Regions from separate parts of the Sus scrofa genome. Here region 1 is linked to region 2. A link is a contact called in public promoter capture Hi-C data. All regions are on one chromosome and are shown on one strand. The core of a region is the stretch at or near the end of the contact, and the rest is flanking DNA. Distances in the headings are between cores, read along the strand shown. Region 1 holds the start of DPY19L3 (probable C-mannosyltransferase DPY19L3). Region 2 holds the start of ZNF507 (zinc finger protein 507).

Region 1 (3,523 bases), core at 822-3,321, 61 kb before region 2:
TGGCATGCCCTCCCGTTTTCCCATCCAAATCTTAACCAGCCTTCAAAGCTGCTCTCAAGACACACCACAAATACTTCTTTAGGACAACCACATTTATGACGCTTCTGTTCTCTGGAAGGCATTGCCCAGAATTAGGGATACAGGTGAGCATCACAGACAAGCCCCTGTCCTTCTTCCAGGAAGCCCTCCTTCCTGGGATGCCCAAGTTCCTGCGGATCTTTCCTCTTCCCCAGTCATAGCAGTTACAATACAATGTGTCACATAATTATATAATTTTATATTATTTTCTACGGTACCATTAAGCAGTTAAGTAAATTAGCAGATTGTTGATAGCCTAATTCTGAAGAACTGAAATATTGTTTCGGGTTTTTTTGGGCCGCACCCATAGAAAGTGGAAGATCCCAAGGCAGGGGTCAAACCTGCACCACAACAACGACTTGACACACAGCAGTGACAACACCAGATCCTGAAGCTGACAGACCACCAGGGAACTCCCTGAAATATTGTTTTATCTCAGGTATCTGAATTTGATACCGATATTCTTTCAAACAATTCACACTGGAAAAATCGGGAATATGCCTCAGTGGTGATGGCAGCGGGGGTGTGCCAATCAGGGCAGTTGCTATGCCAGGGAGCAACAGTGGGAGTGACAGCAGGGAGCAGGAGCCTGGTTTGGAAGCAGCAAGTGGGAGGCGGGGGAGTGGTGGCAGTGAGTAAGCTGGCTACAGTCCCCCAGAACATCTTGCATCACTCCTGCGAAGAATGAACAGCGTTTAACTAATTATTAATTAAGACCGGTTGCCGGACACGATTGTTGGGGCAGTTTACAGAGTCCTAAAGGTAAACAGGTTGCTCTATTGAAAAGAAGAAAGCAATCAACATCATACAATTAACTCATTCATTCATACGTACCAAAAAAAAAAAAAAAAATCTGAGAAGCAAAACAGACTTAGCGGCGAGCACCGAAAATGGAGAATCTGGACAGACGCGGGAGAAAAGGAGGGTTGGCAAAGTCCAAGAGATGAGTTTATCCCCAAATTACCTCGTCCTGGCCTTAAGCCCTTTCTAAGGGCTCTGAGCAGAGTTGTAAAAATCCCACAAGTGAGACACACTGTAACACGTTAAGACTGAAGGGCAACAAATATTTAAGGGCCAACTATGCGTGATAATCCCACTGTGATAATCACATGGCCCTGCGAAACAAAAGTTTCCCCATCAAATGACAAGGCATGCCATCTTAAATGAAAGCGGTGCTTCTTTCTCTACAGCTTAGAAGAACAGCGCGTACTGGGCATCCCAGAGCGCTGCAGAGCACGTTATTCGGCTCACCTCCGCACCTCGACCCTTCGGCGACCGAGGTCCCCGCCAGACCCCGAGGGGCCGAAGTTCAGTACTTGCCCTGGCTCACCCAGGAAGTCGACTGGCCCCCGAGGCCGGAGACCACTCAGGCCCTCCCTCTGCCCGCGCGGCCAAAATGAGAAAGCGCCCCGCCCTCAGCAAACTTGCTCTCTCCGGAGTTGCGGCCCCGGCCCCCCCATCTCAGGCGGACAAGTGGGCGCCGGGTCCCACACCAGGCGACCCAAGTCTCCGCGAGGGCCAGGGCCGCGCCCCCCGACTGAGCGAAACGGCGGGGCGGTCCGAGAGGCTTTCGGTCTGCACGGCGGATTCGGCCGAACGCCTCTAGGCAAGGACGCAGCGCGGCCCGCCTGCCTGCCCGCGGGACACTCTGGGACCGCCGCCGAAGCCTCGCGCCCTCACATCCCCTCGCGCCGCCCGACACGCAGTCACAGACCTGCGGCCTCGGCCGTCCTCGCGCGGCTCCGGACAGGGAAGGAGGCCGGCCAGTTGGGGACGCCGAGGGCCACGGGGGCGGGGCCACACCAGCGCCTGCAAAGCACCGCGGCGGACAGCCAGGACCCGGTAAGTCTCGGCGCTTTGTGCAGCACCCTGGAAATGGGGGGCTGGGGGGCGTCAGCCGCCCCGGGGAGGGGGCGCGCCAGGGAGGCCGGGCCGCTGCGGCCGCGCCCATAGGCCATGGGAGCCGTCCGTCAGCGCGGCCCCCCGCCCCCTCCCGGGGCGCCCCGCCCCGTCTCGTGCGGCGCCGGCCGGAAGGTAGCGGCGCACTTCCGGTCGCCAGACCAGCCAATCCTGCAGAGACCCGCGAAGTCCTGTCGCTGCCAGGACCCCGCTCGGAGCCACTGGAACCGTGCTACCGACCGCCGATCCGAGGCCACCCTCACCCTCGCAGACGCCCGCCACCCCTAGGCCAGAGCGGGAGGCGCGGCTCTCTGGAGGAGGCCCGGGCTGCGAGGAAGGGTGGCCTCAGATCTGACCGCGGGAGCGGCGGGACCACTCCGGCCCCAGGGGAGTTGGGTGGGGCGGGCCGATGGCCGCGAAAAACTTCCTTCCGCTAGTGCCCCTGTGCTGAAGGCTGTAGAGGGGTCGGTAAAGGCACGACGGATGGCTGCAGTTTGGCCACTCGTACGTCTCCCACCTTCCCGCGTTGCAGGGCCTGGGGCACCCCGGGGCGCCCCCCTCCCCTGGTCCTGGCACCCGTACCCTGACCTGTGCTTGGAAGGCTTACCGACTGGCAGTGAGAGTCCTACAGAGATACTTTCGCATCTCCAAAGACACCTCTCTTTGGGGGTTGGAGGTCACTATCTTCTTCCCAGTTTTGTCTTCTTAAATATATTCCTCTGTCCTCTGAATTTATTGTGTTACTCCGTCTCGATACTCAGGCTAAGCCTTTTTTAAGGGCGGTTGCTGTGCTGTATACGTGGATATCTTTGCTAATTACACTGCGAAGAACAACAGTAGGTTAAAGCCTTTTGTCAGCAGATTCTCAGAGCACATGTTAATTGATTTTTGTAAAGAAGTGGTCCTCTGGGTCCTCCACCTGTGAAAAGACTGCCCATCTGTCTAATTCCAGGAATTACTTCAACCATCAGCCAGGTGCCTTTCCTAGTTACCCTTGTTTGCTATTTTTCTCCTCCTTTATGTGTCTGTTGCTATTAATAACAAACACATTGTGAGAATGGGTTGAGGTGCTGGTTGGTTTTAATAAAAATAAGTGTCAGCTGTTTTTTCAGATGGCATTTGTCATGTTTCAACATTGATTGTTGGTGTCTTTATTTCATGTTATGGACTTAAGAACAGGAACTGTGTATTTATAATCTTTCTCTTTCACCTTAGGATGCCTTACGTAAAATACATTTGTGCGCTTAGTAAATACATATGTGAATTGATTCCTCCATAAATAGAATTCCCCCCCTTATTAGTTTTTTCTTAAATTGTCTCACTCTAGGGAAAAAAAATGAGTCTGTTGTAAAACACACCCCTTGAGTAAAGGAAAAAGTACTTGTTAGCAGCTGCTTGTTTTAATATGAAATGTCTTGACCAAGCAAGATAAAATTTTGAGAGCAATAGGCGTCCACTACTGAGGATAGGTCTTGGGAATAAATAAGTTAATTAAGAATGAGTCCAAGTTCCCTAGTGGCTCAGTGGGTTAAGGATCTGGCATTGT
Region 2 (3,508 bases), core at 80-2,579:
TCAAAATACTACCTACTGGTTCGATTGCTAGCACTTTCTAATGAAGAAACAATATATTGTACATTGCCCCTTTAACCTTAACCAAAAACAATCTAAAGGGTGATTCTGCACATCCAACAATTTTACAACTGAATGGCAGCCTGAAAAGATAAGACACAGTGGACTGACCTATATATCTTCTAATGCAGTTTCTTGCCCCTGTTCTACTTTTCTTTGCTACTGTTTATGTTAGCTTGAATGAACCTAAAAGATCAAAGAACGCGAATTCCTTTCACCTAGAATGCAACTTCATGATGATGGTTAAGTAAACAGTTCACTGCCAGGGCAGAAAGCACGTATTTGGCTTTCCTCTGAATTAATTTTAAACGGGTTAGTGAGGTAAAGGAATGTAGAGCCAGGCTTTCTCTTTTGATCAATGATGCAACCCATACACTGAGTCAGAATACTTTAGAAAGTACACACTCAAAGAGGTGATAAATCTAGTAATTGCCGGATAACGGAGATCAGACTGATAGCAAATTACAGCCCACTGCAGTAACTAAAAAGATCGCCTATGGGTTGGGATAGTGGCCTCGGCCTAATTAATCATCCAGGCCTTCCACACACAAACCATTCACTCCGGAAGCTCCCAGGTGTTAGAGGGTGGGAGCTTTTTCCAGTCATCTCTGGGGAGATCACTTCATCGAAGAGGTTCGAAATAGCTGTAGAAGACCAGGACTGTTTCTATGTACCAGCTTTTCCTACACCAAACAGCGGCTAAAGGGCTGGAGCGGTGGGGGTTGAGAAAAGTAATCAAAAGATGCAGTGAGGACACAGTTGTTCGCTCCATCCCTGCTGCCCTAAAGCGATTTCACATCTGCTGATGGGAAGGAAGCGACGCCTCGGCGGGCCTGCCTGCGGACCAGGCTGGTGAGCGGGAGGTTCCCCCCACCCCCAGCTGCAGGGCAAGCCCTGGGTCTCCACAGGCCTTGCCGTAGGCGGCACAGGGAACTGAAAAGAGCCACGGAACTTGGCGCATGTGGCGAGCACCGGTCGCGTGTCGGCCGGCTGAGGAGCAAGCGGGCGCCGGTAGAGGCCTGAGGGGAGGACGCACATGGCCCGCGGCGGCGCTAACAGCGGGCGGAGGGGCGGCCCCGGGGCGCGGTACCTGCGGTCGGGCGGCAGCTGCTGCTTCCGCGAGCCTCCTTTGGCCGGCCGGGAGCCTGGCCGTGCCCTCGCCCGGGTCCTCGCCCACCTCTCTCCCGGCTCTTTTCCCTCTTTTCCCCCGCTTTTCCTTTCCTCATCGGGAGCTCCAAAATGGCGGCGTTGGGAACAGATCACGTGAGCCCCGGGCAGGTCAGGTGACCCGAGTGGCGGGCGGCGGGGGCGGGGCGATGCTCAGGCCCCGCCCACTGGCATCCCGGGGGCGCTTGGCTGGGCCGGCGCGAAGACTGTATCCTGCCTTCTCAGTGCAATGCCCGGCACCTAGGCCGAGTTCATGTGCGGGTTGTCGCGTTTCCAATACCCCTGACGTTGTCTTCTCAGTGGTCGTTGGGTCTAGAAGTCAGTGAGTATTCACTTTGGACTCCCTCTATGTCTTCCAAACCTGCTGTGGGCTAGTTTTATAACCAATTAGCCTCTACCTGATCGCCTTTGAACAGTGGGCGTTGACATTCTTTTCAGCCCGCTGCTTCTGACTTAGTTACCGCTTTGGGTTGGGTTATAATCTTTTTGCGGTTCTTGGCCAAAATGCAGAGGTGCTATCTAGGTTCGTGGCTGGACCTCAAAGTGTGTCTGCTGCGGGGCAAAGCTGGCCCTGGAAGATTTATTTGTGGGAGAGATTGAGGGTTTTCAGGGAATGAACTCATCCTGGGGGTTGTAGGGCCAGACTTGGAGCTTGCTTGACTTAATAACACAGCCTCAGTCCTCTGAGGGCTCAGAGTGTGTGTCGTCTGGATCTGTTTTCCACGTACACTCCAGGGTCGTAAGCAGTCCTGTTCTGGTACCCCGCCTGACAGTAAAATGCAGTGTGAGTGAAGCAGTCCACCCAACTTCAGGAATGGTGGGCAGGTTTTATATAGTAGGAACTATACAGCAGGGTGCTTGTCTCTGGACTGAGCAGGTGGGCCGTGAACAGTAGGAGCAGGGCAAAAACACTGAAGATTCCAGGCGTGGTAATGGACTTGTGCATTGAGATACAGGCATTATGGATTTGGTTCTCAACTACTGCAGTAATGTGAGTTGCATGAAGTTTCTGGTTTCCCAGTGCATATAAAAGTTATGGTTATACTATACTGTATAAGTGTACAATAGCATTGTGCTTGCAAAACAGTATACATGCCTTTATTAAAAAATTCTTTATTGCTAAAACATGCTAACCATCATCAAGCCTTCACAGAGTCGTAATCTTTTTGCAATGATAACATCAAAGGTTATAGATCACTATAATAAATATAGTAATAACAATAAAGAAATATTGCAAGAATTACCCAGATGCGAGGCAGAGACACGAAGTGAGCAAACGCTGTTAAAAGTGGCACTGATAGACCAGCTTGGGGCAGGGGTGCCTCAAACCTGCAATTTGCAGAAAAAAAAAAAATGCAGTATCTGCAAAACTCAGTTTAAAAAAAGGTGCAATAAAACAAGTATCTCTCGGGGACTTCCAGGTGTACTTAAAGCAGTTTGGGCTCTCACTTATCAAGTGAAAAGAAGATCCAGTAAAACCTAGTCATTGTTCAAACAGGTCAGTAATTCCTGAGATAACGGTAAGTATCTCAGCTCAGGATACAAACTCACTTGAATGCGGGGGTGGGGAAACCCACGAAGTTAGAACCCTGCTTTTCCACAGAATTCTTTGCCAGTTGAACCAAAAAACTAAAAAGAAGGAAAAGTAAAGGGTTAAGTAATTTTTTTCAGTAGAAGAGATTGAGACTGGCATGGAAGGGTGGAAGGAAAAAAAAAAAAAGCAGAGATGCATAAAAAGGGAGAAAGAACAATGAGTGTGCAAATCTCTTCCCTTTTCCTTGTGAGCTGCTGACACAAACCCTCCTCATTTTAACTATCTGAAGAGAGGCTTTTTTTTTTTTTTTAAGTACTGGTTTAACTGTAATGTTTATGAATCTAAAAGTGGACAGAACAGGAATTAGAGGATTACTTGATCAGAGTAGGGAGCAAAAACAAAGTGGAGAAACTATTCTCTAGGGAAAGTCAGGGAATTCCAAAACAAAGGAGAGAAGGTTAAGTGTATCTTTGTAGTTCCTGTGGGTCATCTTTTCTGATATTCATCAGCTATTTCCCAGTGTCCTCCTTCCAGCACTTGTTTAGATAAAACTTCCTGGCCCTCTTCCTGGCTCAGAGGTATGGCCTGTGGCAGGTGTTGGCTAATGAACTGTATGCAGAAGTGAGGGCGACCATCCTGGAACATTTAGTTGCCAGGGCAGTTCCTTCCAGACTGCCCTTTCCTTGCTGGCTAGAGGCCCAGCAGTGTTCGCAATGGTGGCCACCCCTTCAGCCCACATTTTGGCCTAGG

The links. Promoter capture Hi-C pulls out the DNA fragments that hold promoters and counts their contacts.
Region 1: a contact with region 2 is called in a promoter capture Hi-C map of liver, with 3 times the contacts expected there. The contact joins the promoter of DPY19L3 here to the promoter of ZNF507 in region 2. A contact is called at or near these places in 2 of 5 promoter capture datasets (fetal liver and liver) and 7 of 47 Hi-C or Micro-C datasets (epiblast stem cells, heart right ventricle, liver and 1 more).

The regions. Positions count from the first base shown.
Region 1 is chr6:42,334,011-42,337,533 of Sscrofa11.1, reverse strand. DPY19L3 (probable C-mannosyltransferase DPY19L3) reads right to left here and starts at 2,071. Exons shown (of 19, transcript XM_021094264.1): 1 at 1,793-2,071.
Region 2 is chr6:42,272,013-42,275,520 of Sscrofa11.1, reverse strand. ZNF507 (zinc finger protein 507) reads right to left here and starts at 1,329. Exons shown (of 6, transcript XM_003127012.5): 1 at 1,148-1,329. The coding sequence starts at 1,283. It overlaps LOC110261352, which reads left to right and starts at 1,017. Exons shown (of 7, transcript XM_021097538.1): 1 at 1,017-1,546. The coding sequence starts at 1,017.